2 separate regions of the Canis lupus genome follow, and region 1 is linked to region 2. Evidence: chromatin contacts called from public Hi-C data. All regions are on one chromosome and are shown on one strand. The core of a region is the stretch at or near the end of the contact, and the rest is flanking DNA. Distances in the headings are between cores, read along the strand shown. Region 1 has its middle 18 kb from the start of EPN2. Region 2 holds the start of B9D1 (B9 domain-containing protein 1).

Region 1 (5,278 bases), core at 820-3,319, 120 kb before region 2:
TGGCCCAGAGAAGCAAAGCAACTTGGCCAAAGGTCTCAGAGCTATGAGGCAGCAGAGGCAGATCTGCATTCAAGTAGATGGAGTCCAGCCAAAAATGGAATCTTCGATTCCTTAGTGAATGGAGCAGGTGACTAAGCACACGCCCCTCTTAGGGCTCAGTCTCCCACTGTGTGAAATGGGGCTGGTCTTCTCACTCAGCACTGGGGCAATAGGAACCTGCCATTCTGTGAGTGGCCCTTGTGAGGGTTGAGGCAAGACGGGTGGGTGGCACTGGGGCATGGGGTGGGTGCTGAGATGTGCCAGCAGGGTGAACCGGCCTCCGCTGGCCCAGCAGGCCCAGGGGAGGCAGGCACTGCTGTCTGGGGCTTGGGGTCAGCCAGCCGGCACCTCCTCTTGCAGGTCCATCTTGGGGTCCCGCTGCCCAGCCAGGAACCCTGCCAGGAGCGGCAGCCACCCTCTGGGGCGGAAGGAGTCTGGGGACATGGCTGCTGGGGGCAGGCGATCCGGAGGGAGCAGCCGGGTCCTGGATCCAGGGTCAGCTGAAATGCCGGAGGCTCTGTGCCCACCCCGCTGGCCCTCTCTGGGGCTCAGCTTCCTCTTCTGTAAATTGGGGCTTGAACAGCCCCTCTGCCACCTGTTGAGAGGGTTCTGAGGGATGATGGCAAGTGCAGGGGGGAGGGACAGGTGGGGTGGGGGGCAAAGGCGCAGGGTGGGGACCAGTGTGCGGGCTGCGACCCACCGACCCACCGACCCACCGACCGCGGGTCCCTCCCAGCCGCACTCACTCGGTCCGCCCGGTTCCGCCCCCAGCATTTCCGGGGCGGCCTCAGGAAATGCCAGCCCTCCCCCCAACGCGGTCCTCGGTCCTCGGTCCTCGCAGGGGCGCATCACCGCCCGCAGCCGCTGGCCAGCTCCTCGCCCGCCGCTCCTCCCCGCCCTTCCCTTCCCGGCGCTGGCCTTTGCTCACATCTCCGGCCCAGGGCAGTGCCCGCTCTCTTGCCTGGCCCTCGACACTCACCCGCTGGCCACCAGAGCCTTCTGGATGGTCGGCGCCTCCTCCCCCCTCCCCCCACCCCAACTCTTTACTCTCAGGCTGGGAGAAGGCAGGTGGAGAGCAGGGCTGGGGCGGGCTGGGGTCTCAGGAACTGGGCTGCTACCCCATGGAGAGGTGACTGCTGTGATGGGGGGCAACGTTGGGGACATTCCGGAAACCCAGAAGAGGAATCAGGGAAGCAGTCGGGGAGGGCTGCCTGGGGAAGGTGACGTTCATGTCTGGACTGGAAGAGCATGGTATTGAGCAAGGACAAGTGTTTCAGACAAGAATTCGTTTATTCAACAAGCATTTATTGAGCAGCTACTTTGTGCCAGTCGCAGTGGGAGGACCAGTAGGGTTTGGGCAGGAGGCAAGATCGGTTTGCGCTCTCGTGGGCTTTCACTAGGGGAGTCTGAGGAGGAGGTAAACTGACAAACTGGGCGCAGAGCTACTGAGGGAAAGGAAATCGGGGGCGGGGGGGGGGGTTAAGGGGCCTTGTGCTAGCCTGAGTTAGGTGGTCAGCAGGGCTTCCCTTCCCAAATGACTGTGGAGGCATGAGCAAGGCTTACATCAGCAAGAGGGAGGGTGGGGAGGTTCCAGATGGGAGGAACAGCAAGTGCAAGTTGGAGGTTGGGAGGACGCAGGGGACCGGCTCCTGGAGCCGAGACTGCCAGGCGGCACCACAGACTAGTAGCTCCATTCGATCAACAAGGCCAGTGGATCCAGGCAGCGAAGTGACCTGCCCAGGGTCACGAGCAGTAGAGCCAGGATCTGAGCAGAGACAGGAGCTGCTAACCACAGGGGGCTCCATGGCTCCTTGACGCCAACCCACTGCTGCACACCCCTTCGCACACCCCTCCGGGAGCCAGGGCCAGCCTCTCCTGCGGCAGCTGTTGCCAGGCAGGGCCGCAGGGTGGCAGGTGCTGATGGAGGGGACGGCCCACTGGTGGTAGGAGATGCTGCCCTGGGACAGGCAGGAGCGGAAATCGCCGTGGGATGTTGGAGGTTGTGGTGGCCGTGATGTGGTTTTTGCAGGGCCCCTGTGGTCACAGCCTGGGCCCCGTGCCTGCCTCCTGTGGCTTCTTCACCCACACAGTCCTCATCGGGGCCTGTTCTGTTTCCCAGAGCTTGGGCTGGGAGTCCAGATGGGCCCCTCCTCAATCGTGGGAGACCTCCCTCACTTTCAATCCCGGGAGGCTGGGATTGGCCTCCCTGTTTTGTAGAGAAGGAACCTCGGCTTCAGAGAGGGACAGCAGCCGGGCCAAGGTCACACAGCACAAGAGCTGCTCCAGGAGCACCCCCAGTGGTCAGCTCCTCCCCTCCCCCCAGCTCATCTTCCCACTCTCCTAAAGATGAGTCCTGGGATCTCATCCTGACAAACTACTTGCCCTTGAATCCTGTTCTCCATGGGCTTCCAGGAGTGCCCAATGAAGACATTCCACCCATTGTCAAACATAGGACAGGCCCTAAGAGTGGTACCTCTGGCCTCCATTTGTGGAGGGAGCGGATAAGGGCGCAGACTCTGGGCTCATGCAGCCTCCACCACCTACTCCGAAGCCACTTGCCCTATGCTGCAGTTCTCTCATTGGTGAAATGGGGTCACGATGGTGCCTTCCCCACTGTATTGGCATGAAAGTTAAATGAGATAATATAGGGAAGTGTTTAGGGGAAGGGATGCCATGGTGTCTCTATGTGGGCTTTGCTGTTATTATTAGGCACCTACTGCATGCTCTGGCCCCGCACAGACCGGCTCGATCCGTACAGTCACGATGAGGCAAATGCTTCCTCACCTCCACTTCACAGATGGGAGATGGAGATTCGACGGGAGTTGAAGGTTGCCCAGAGTCTCACAGCTGGTGAGACGCGGTGTCAGGACGGAAACCCAGGCCAGGCTGACTCAGACATCCTCGAGGCCCTCTGCCAACAGGGCGGCTGTGACTCAAGTTTGCAGGAAGAGGGGGAGGTGGGAGGGGTAAGTGGATGCCGAGGGGAATCCAAGGCCTATTTTCTCAGAAATAGAAGTGCACTTGGTGACGTCTGCACACGGTATGGTTGAGGCAAGAAGTAGCCAGTAAGGGGCCTAGTCCCTTGGCACAGCCAGCTTGACAAGGCTGTGGGAAAATGTGTGGTCTGTGAAGGGGCAGCTGGATTTCAACCTGGGCCTCTGAGGCCTTGGCCTGGTCACGAGCACATCCTGGGCTCAGTCTCTAGCACTGTGGGGGACGTCCAGGCTTGCACTGGAGTCCCCAGTCCTCTGTTGCCCTGCCTGCACCTGAGGTATGATGTCAGACCCAGGCAGGACCTCTTAGGCTCCTTGAGTACCAGGGGAGGTGAGCTGTGAGGATAAGTGAACCTCTGCTGGCCACCCTGCCTAGAGGGCTGTGAATCAGTGGACTCAGAATTTGGAGGACCCCAAGGTGAAGCCAGAGTAGGGGTTAGGGAGGGCCTGGGCTCCCTGGGCTCATGTCTGGTGAACAGGGCACCCTTGGGCAATAAACCAGGCCAGACAAGGCACACACCCCATGATAGAGCTCTCATCCCTCTCCCAGAGCCTGCATGCCCTGAGCAGCTGGGACAGCTTTCTTGGAGGTCATAGTTTCTAGCCCTGGGCCCTGGACTCCACCCATCAGTAAGAACCTGGATGCCTAGGTATGCAGGCTGGTCGGGAGGGAGGGAGGTCAGAGAGCATTTCTCCAGGCCTTTCATCTCTCCATTGATTGGCTAGATCTTTGTTGAGCACCCGCGGGGTGCCAGGCTCTGATCTAGGATCTTGGGGATGCCACCATAAAGACAAATGAAAAGCCCACCCTCTCAGAAGGGAAAGACACAATAAACAAAGAAATCAGTGCATAACATAAGTCAAGTGGTGATCAATGCTATGAAGTCCACACAAAGCAGGGAGGGGGTGAAGAGAGATGTAGGGGCGGGGGGGGGGGGGGCACCATCTTAGTGGTCCAGGAAGACTGATAGAGCACTGGCTGAAGGGTACAGAGGACAGGGCATCTGGGTGGACATCTGGGGGAGGGCATTCCAGGCCAAGGGAATGGGAGGGACAATGTTGGGGAGGCTCCAGGTGCAGGGGGAGGGTTGGGTGGGGCAAGATGGGCAGGGCCTTCTAGCCACGAGAGGGCCTGGGGATTTGATTCTAAGGATCATACAAAGTCCTTGGAGGGTTTGAAGGAGGTGACTCGATCTTATTTGGTCTTCCCAGCTACCCACCCTGCCAGCAAGGATTAGTGCCCCTGAATTGCAGTCAGGAAGCTGAGCTCTGAGAGCATCTCTGAGCAAGTCTGAGGCCTTTGTCCGAGACTCCCAAACCTACTGTTTGTGTGGTGCTGGGGGCAAGCTACAAGGCCCTCCCCAGGGGACCACATTCCATTAACCCAGTGCTTACAGACTGGCTTCTCCACTCACACACATACTTAGACATTACGCCTGGGGCCAGAACCTTGCATGGGCCGGTACCAACAAGTCCTCCCTCAAGAAACCGCCAAACCACAGAGCGACAGAAACTAAATTGTGTCACCATCTGGGAAGCAGGTGCTCGGAGGGTCTGCAGCCGGAGAAGGCCACACCGAAGGCAGGATGCCGACTGAATCCTAAAAGCCCCATCAGCACTCAGCCAGGTCAACTGCTAGAAGGGGCCTGAGGGGTGGAGAGGAAGCTCCAGGCAGAGGGAACAGCACACAGGGAAGCTCAGAGGCAAGCATGTGCAGGTCGTCTAAGGGGATGATTGGTGGGCCTATAATGTGGGATGGTGGGGGAGCAGTGCTAATAGATGAGCCAAGAAAGGGCAATCCCTTCCCCACTCTGGAGCTGTTTCCTAATCTATTCAGTGGGTGATCAGAAGGAAGTATGAGACCAGGGATGGGAAGGGGCACTGGGAGGGCCTCAGGCTGGCTGGGCAGGTCCGGGCTGGCCCACTTCTTCCTCCCGCCTTCATCTGAGTATGTGGGAGACCCTGAGCCAACAGCCCAGACCAAGGGAATGGAGTTTTGTTCTCATCCTTCTACTTGGGGCCTCTCAGCTAAGCACATTTACAAAAATTGATAAAGCTATTGTTTTATGTTCTTAAATTGCATTTCCTTTGGATTAAAGAAAGAAGTAGAGAGAAGAAAGGAGAGATTTGGTAGTCCCTGGAACCATCCTGTTCCAGCCCTAGTCCCCAGCATCAGGGAGTAGGGGCTCAGAAAAGGAAGGTTGCCCGGGTGAGCCAAAGTGAGCAGGGGAGAAGGCAGCAGGGAG
Region 2 (4,660 bases), core at 1,897-4,396:
TAAAAAGCTTGGTGTTATTCTGAACTCTTTTCTCTCACACCCCACATCTGTCCAGGAGGGAACCCTGTTGTTTCCATCTTCAAAATATACTGGAAATTCAACTGCCTGTCACCCCCACCCCACCCATGGCTGCGCCTTGTCTGCACACTGTCTTCACTCCTCTGTTTCTGGTATCAATCCTTGGTCTCTCTGCTTTGGCCCTTGCTTCCCATCTACTCTGAACACAGAAGCCAGGATGCTATGGAACACACAAGGGGGGTCACTTTGTCTCTGTCCCAGACTCTCTGAGGGGGTCCCATGTCTGAGTGAGGCCGTGGTTCTTTTACTGACTCACTGTGTCCTACAAGGCCTGTCCCATCCTCAACCCCCCTGCTCCATCTCCAGCCACTCTCATCCCTGCTCATGCTCTTCACTGGCTACACAGGCCTCCTCCCTGTGCCTTGGGCATGCTGGGCACGCCAGGCACGTTCCCACCTCAGGGCCTGTGCACCTCTGCCCTTTCTTGTTGTTGTTGTTGTTGTTGTTTTTTACCTCTGCCCTTTCTGCCTGCACAGTTCTCCCTACGGACCTCCGTGTGGCTTGTTCCCTTCCTGCCTTCACCCTTTACCCAAAGTTACCATCTCAGGGAGGCCTTCCCTGGCCACCTTACCTAGACTCCAGCTTCTCTCTACCCTCCATTCCTCCCTTCCTGACTTTACTCTGTCCCCGGCACTTTTTCCTAGAACATATTAGAACATCAGTACTTATTGTCTACCTCGCCCCACGAAACTGGGACTCTGGCCTGGCTGTCTGTGGAGACAGATTGCTCTGAGGCCGGTCTTGCAAGCAGAGCTTCTATTCGGCCTCTTGACTTCCCAGAGTCCTCCTCATGGGCTAGGAGAGGGACAGAGGACCTACCGCCCAGATACTTCCAGGCTGGCCCTCAGGGGTCTGTGCCGCCCACACGTTCCTCTTTGCTGCCAAGTGCAAGTTCCCAGGACAGGGTGTGTGAGCGACCGCAGCTTTGATCAGGAGCCTGAAGGTGGCTGCTCCACCTTCTCTGCTCCAGCTTTACCAGGAACAAAGTCATGTTTGGAACCCCCTGAGCTCGGTGTCTACCTCTCAACAGTTTCTGAACTGGAAGACGAAGGGGTATGGTGGACATCGACACCTTCAGAAACCCCATTAAGCATGGAGGCTGTGAGGGAGGGAGGCCCAAGAGCCCAGCTTACCGCCGTGGGGGCCCAGTCCTGGCCGTACACAAAGCAGTACTTGCAGTAGAGATCATCATACTCAGGAAACTGTAGGAAGAAGCACACACAGGTTCTGTTTACAGGGATTGTGGAGGGGGAGGCACCGCGGTGGCTAGCTAAGGGCAGCCAATAGGGATGCTGACACTGGGTGCCTGGGGTAGAGTCTAAGAGACAGCCGGGGATGGGGACACGGAGTTCAGTGGAAGGGTTGGGGCCTGAGATGTGGGAGTCCAAGGGACAGTCCCAGGCTGCAACCACCCTTGAGCCTTTGCCCAGGCTCCACCTTGTCTGACATGCCCTTCCCATTCCTTTTTTTTTTTTTTTTTTAAGATTTTACTTATTTATTCATGACAGACACAGAGAGAGAGAGAGGCAAAGACACAGGCAGAGGGAGAGGCAGGCTCCATGCAGGGAGCCCAACGTGGGACTCAATCCCAGGTCTCCAGGATCATGCCCTGGGCCGAAGGCAGCGCTAAACCGCTGAGCCACCGGGGCTGCCCTGCCCGTCCCATTCCTCCATCTGGCAAACTCCCTTTCATCCTTCAAAACGTTCTAAGGTCCACCCCACCCCCAGCTCTGTCAGGCCCTGGTCCTTCCCTCCACCAAAGCTTTGATACCTCCTTTATTTCTGTCAACCCTGTTTGACTGTGAAGAGGGAACAAGTGCAATGACCTTTCTGTGTCCCCCAGAGCCTGGCACAAGGGGGCACAGAAGAGATCTAGGGAACATTGCCGAAGTGAAAGGATGCTATCAGGACATGAAGTATACACAGGGCTGGAGCTCAAGGCCTGGAGAGAGGGAGGAACCCAGAACTGAGCAGGAGGCACAGTGGGAGTGGCATGGGTGCTGACAGAGCAGAGAGGCATGATCCAGCCCAGCCAAGGGCCCCTAATGGGACAGAACAGAAGAAGGGAAGGCAGTCTTGGACGCTAGGCCAGGGGCAGGTGGACAGGGTGGGAACACGGGAGCATTATCCCGATGAAACAGGGAGGCAAGAGAGACCTAGTAAGAGGTCCTGGCAGAGCTCTGCCCAAACCATCTCACTTAATCCCCACAATACAATAAATACCATCTTCCAACAGCCTGGAAGGGTAACGAACCAAAGTTTTGGTGTCAGGCAACCTGGGTTCAAATTTCAGCTTTGCCACTCCCTTTGGGCAAGTGTCCCCATCTGTAGAATGGGGATGCTAGTAACACCCACTTCCCAGGGTTGTGGTGAGGGCCGAATGCGCAGTGCTGGGCACCGAGTCCGGCACGTGGCGAATTCGTGGTGCACTTATATGCATGTGAATACGACAAATGGGTCTCCCCAAGTGTAGGCGATGGGGAGCAGCGTCCGCGTCGGTCAGACCCGACAGACCCTCCCCGGACCTCTCCACCACCCCCGTCGTTGGCGCACATTCACCAGGTCGCCTCCATCCTAACCCAAATGCAAGGACCTCAGGGTTCAGAGTGCAGAGCGCTGGGGGGCCGGGGCCCAGCAACCCGGGCGAGTCTCCGCTCCTCCCCTTACACCCGCTAGGCTCCTGCCCGGGACTCCACGGAGCGGACACGAGCAGAACCAGGGCTCACAGGCCTGGTCTCTCAGACGCTGGTTCCCGTCCCCCGCCTGACCCGACAGACGCGCCTCTCCGGGGCCACGCAGCAGCCCGGGAGGTGGCGGGACGGGCCCCCGCGGGTGGCTGGGGGGAGGGCGGGCGGGGGTCCCCGGCCGCTCACCTGGGCGCTCTCCACCTGCCCGTTGACCATGAGTAGGAAGACGCTGGGGCCCGCGGCCGCCATGGCAGGGCTGGGGGCGCAGGAAACGACCCCCGCGGCGCGCGGGGCTGCTAAGAGGTGCCGGGTTGCCCTGGAAACCGACGGCGTGGCGCGTGGGACACATTTCGTGGGAAGGCACCTTCGCGAAAGAAAGCACGGGTGCGGCAGTGCGCAAGCGCAGCCGGCGGTTGGGGGCGGGGCGGGGCGGGGGGCGGAGCTGGAACGGTCCGCCCGCGGTGTAGAAGCTAGCCGCGCCGCTGCTCGGGTCACACCCGCAGGGCGGAGGCGCGCCCTGCCTCCCGCCGGCCGGAAGCCAAGTGGGGCCGATGCCCTCCGCCGCGAGGTGGCGCTGTGGCGCTACCGGGGGGACGGCGGCGGGGACGCGCGGAGGGGAGCCTGCGCGGTGCAGCTGGATCGCCGCCGCGAGTGGAGGTGACGCGCGCGAAGGCCGCGAGTCGGGCCGGGGCTGGGCCGCCCGGGTTCTGCGGAGTCCCCGGTTGGGGACTGCGGCGGGTCCCCTGGGGCTTTGAGGCCCCTGCCCCCCACCAAAAGTGTATTAAACAAACTGGGGAGGGCCTCAAACAACCGAGTTACGGCTCCTCGGTGTGAAAGGGGGAAACGGAGGCCCACGGAGGAGCAGCACCTGGCATCCCAGTCTTCCAGCCGTCGGAGGAAGACTGAGCCAGAACCCACGGCACTGCCCGGTTAACCCCCTGGCCGCCCCGAGTGGTCATAGCTTCGGTTAACACATCGATCCGGTTCGTCTTAGCACACACTGTGGTTTGTATTTGCACGTTGATCACTATCCTGACTCCCCTCTCTAGGCAGCCCGCTGTTCCATGAGCCCAGCGGCCACGCGGATCTTGAGTTCTAGTTCCCTGGCACATAGAAGCCCTGGTAACAGTGCTGCATGAATGAATACTTGAATACATGGCCACTACTCAGAGAGGAAGCAGATTCCCAGGGGAGGTGGCTGGGCCACAGTCACAGCAGCAGGTAAGTCGCCGAATCAGCATTCACATCCAGGACTAAACAGGCTAAAGAGCCTCACTGCCTCCTCTGTCTGGTCCCAGGCCAGGTTGTCAAAGTGGCATTAGAGACCTTATCTCTGATCCAGGAAGGGATGCACAGGTGTGTAGACTTCCAGGAGGCCATGCCCCCAGCAGGGACCCCAGGGGGTGGTCCCACCGTAGCCAGCTGCTAGCTTGGAAGCAGACCAGGGGGGCTCCCTTCAGACACCTGTGCAGGAGAGGGAGGGAAGAGTCAAGGCCAGCCTGGACCACTGACCTCTTCCGGAATGCTGAGCAAGGATAACTGATTAGGGGAGGGGGCTGTGGGTAGTCTGATGGGAGATGCTGCGGCTGAGGAGGCCAGATGGGTGGGGTCCCCACCGCAACAACACAGCTCAGAGTGTAGGTCTGCTCTCCAGGGACTTGGTCATACTCCCTTCCCCCACTCCTCACACCCTCTTTCCACTTAAAATGCTTTCTCCCACAAATTCTACCTGTCTTTACTCCTTGTCACTTTTGAAGCTCAGTATTATACAAAAGTCACTTTTCAGCAGAATGCTTGTGGTTATCAAGTAACCAGGGGCTCCTAGTGGTTTAAAACCCAGCTATGTCAGGGGCGCCTGGGTGGCTCAGTCAGTTAAGCATCTGCCTTCAGCTCAG

What was found. A called contact is a pair of places that touch in the nucleus more often than the background predicts.
Region 1: a contact with region 2 is called in a Hi-C map of skin fibroblasts, with 2.7 times the contacts expected there. The contact joins the enhancer-like site here to the promoter of B9D1 in region 2. A contact is called at or near these places in 3 of 9 Hi-C or Micro-C datasets (amygdala, blood and skin fibroblasts).

Annotation. Positions count from the first base shown.
Region 1 is chr5:41,186,207-41,191,484 of UU_Cfam_GSD_1.0, reverse strand. No RefSeq gene overlaps it. Among named protein-coding and RNA genes, the nearest start is that of EPN2, 18 kb to the right of the region's middle. Within about 2 kb of position 2,069, at least 4 of the 20 cell types and tissues checked have an H3K27ac peak or open chromatin away from gene starts, as enhancers often do.
Region 2 is chr5:41,067,410-41,072,069 of UU_Cfam_GSD_1.0, reverse strand. B9D1 (B9 domain-containing protein 1) reads right to left here and starts at 3,146. Exons shown (of 7, transcript XM_038537060.1): 1 at 2,952-3,146; 2 at 1,212-1,280. The coding sequence starts at 3,014.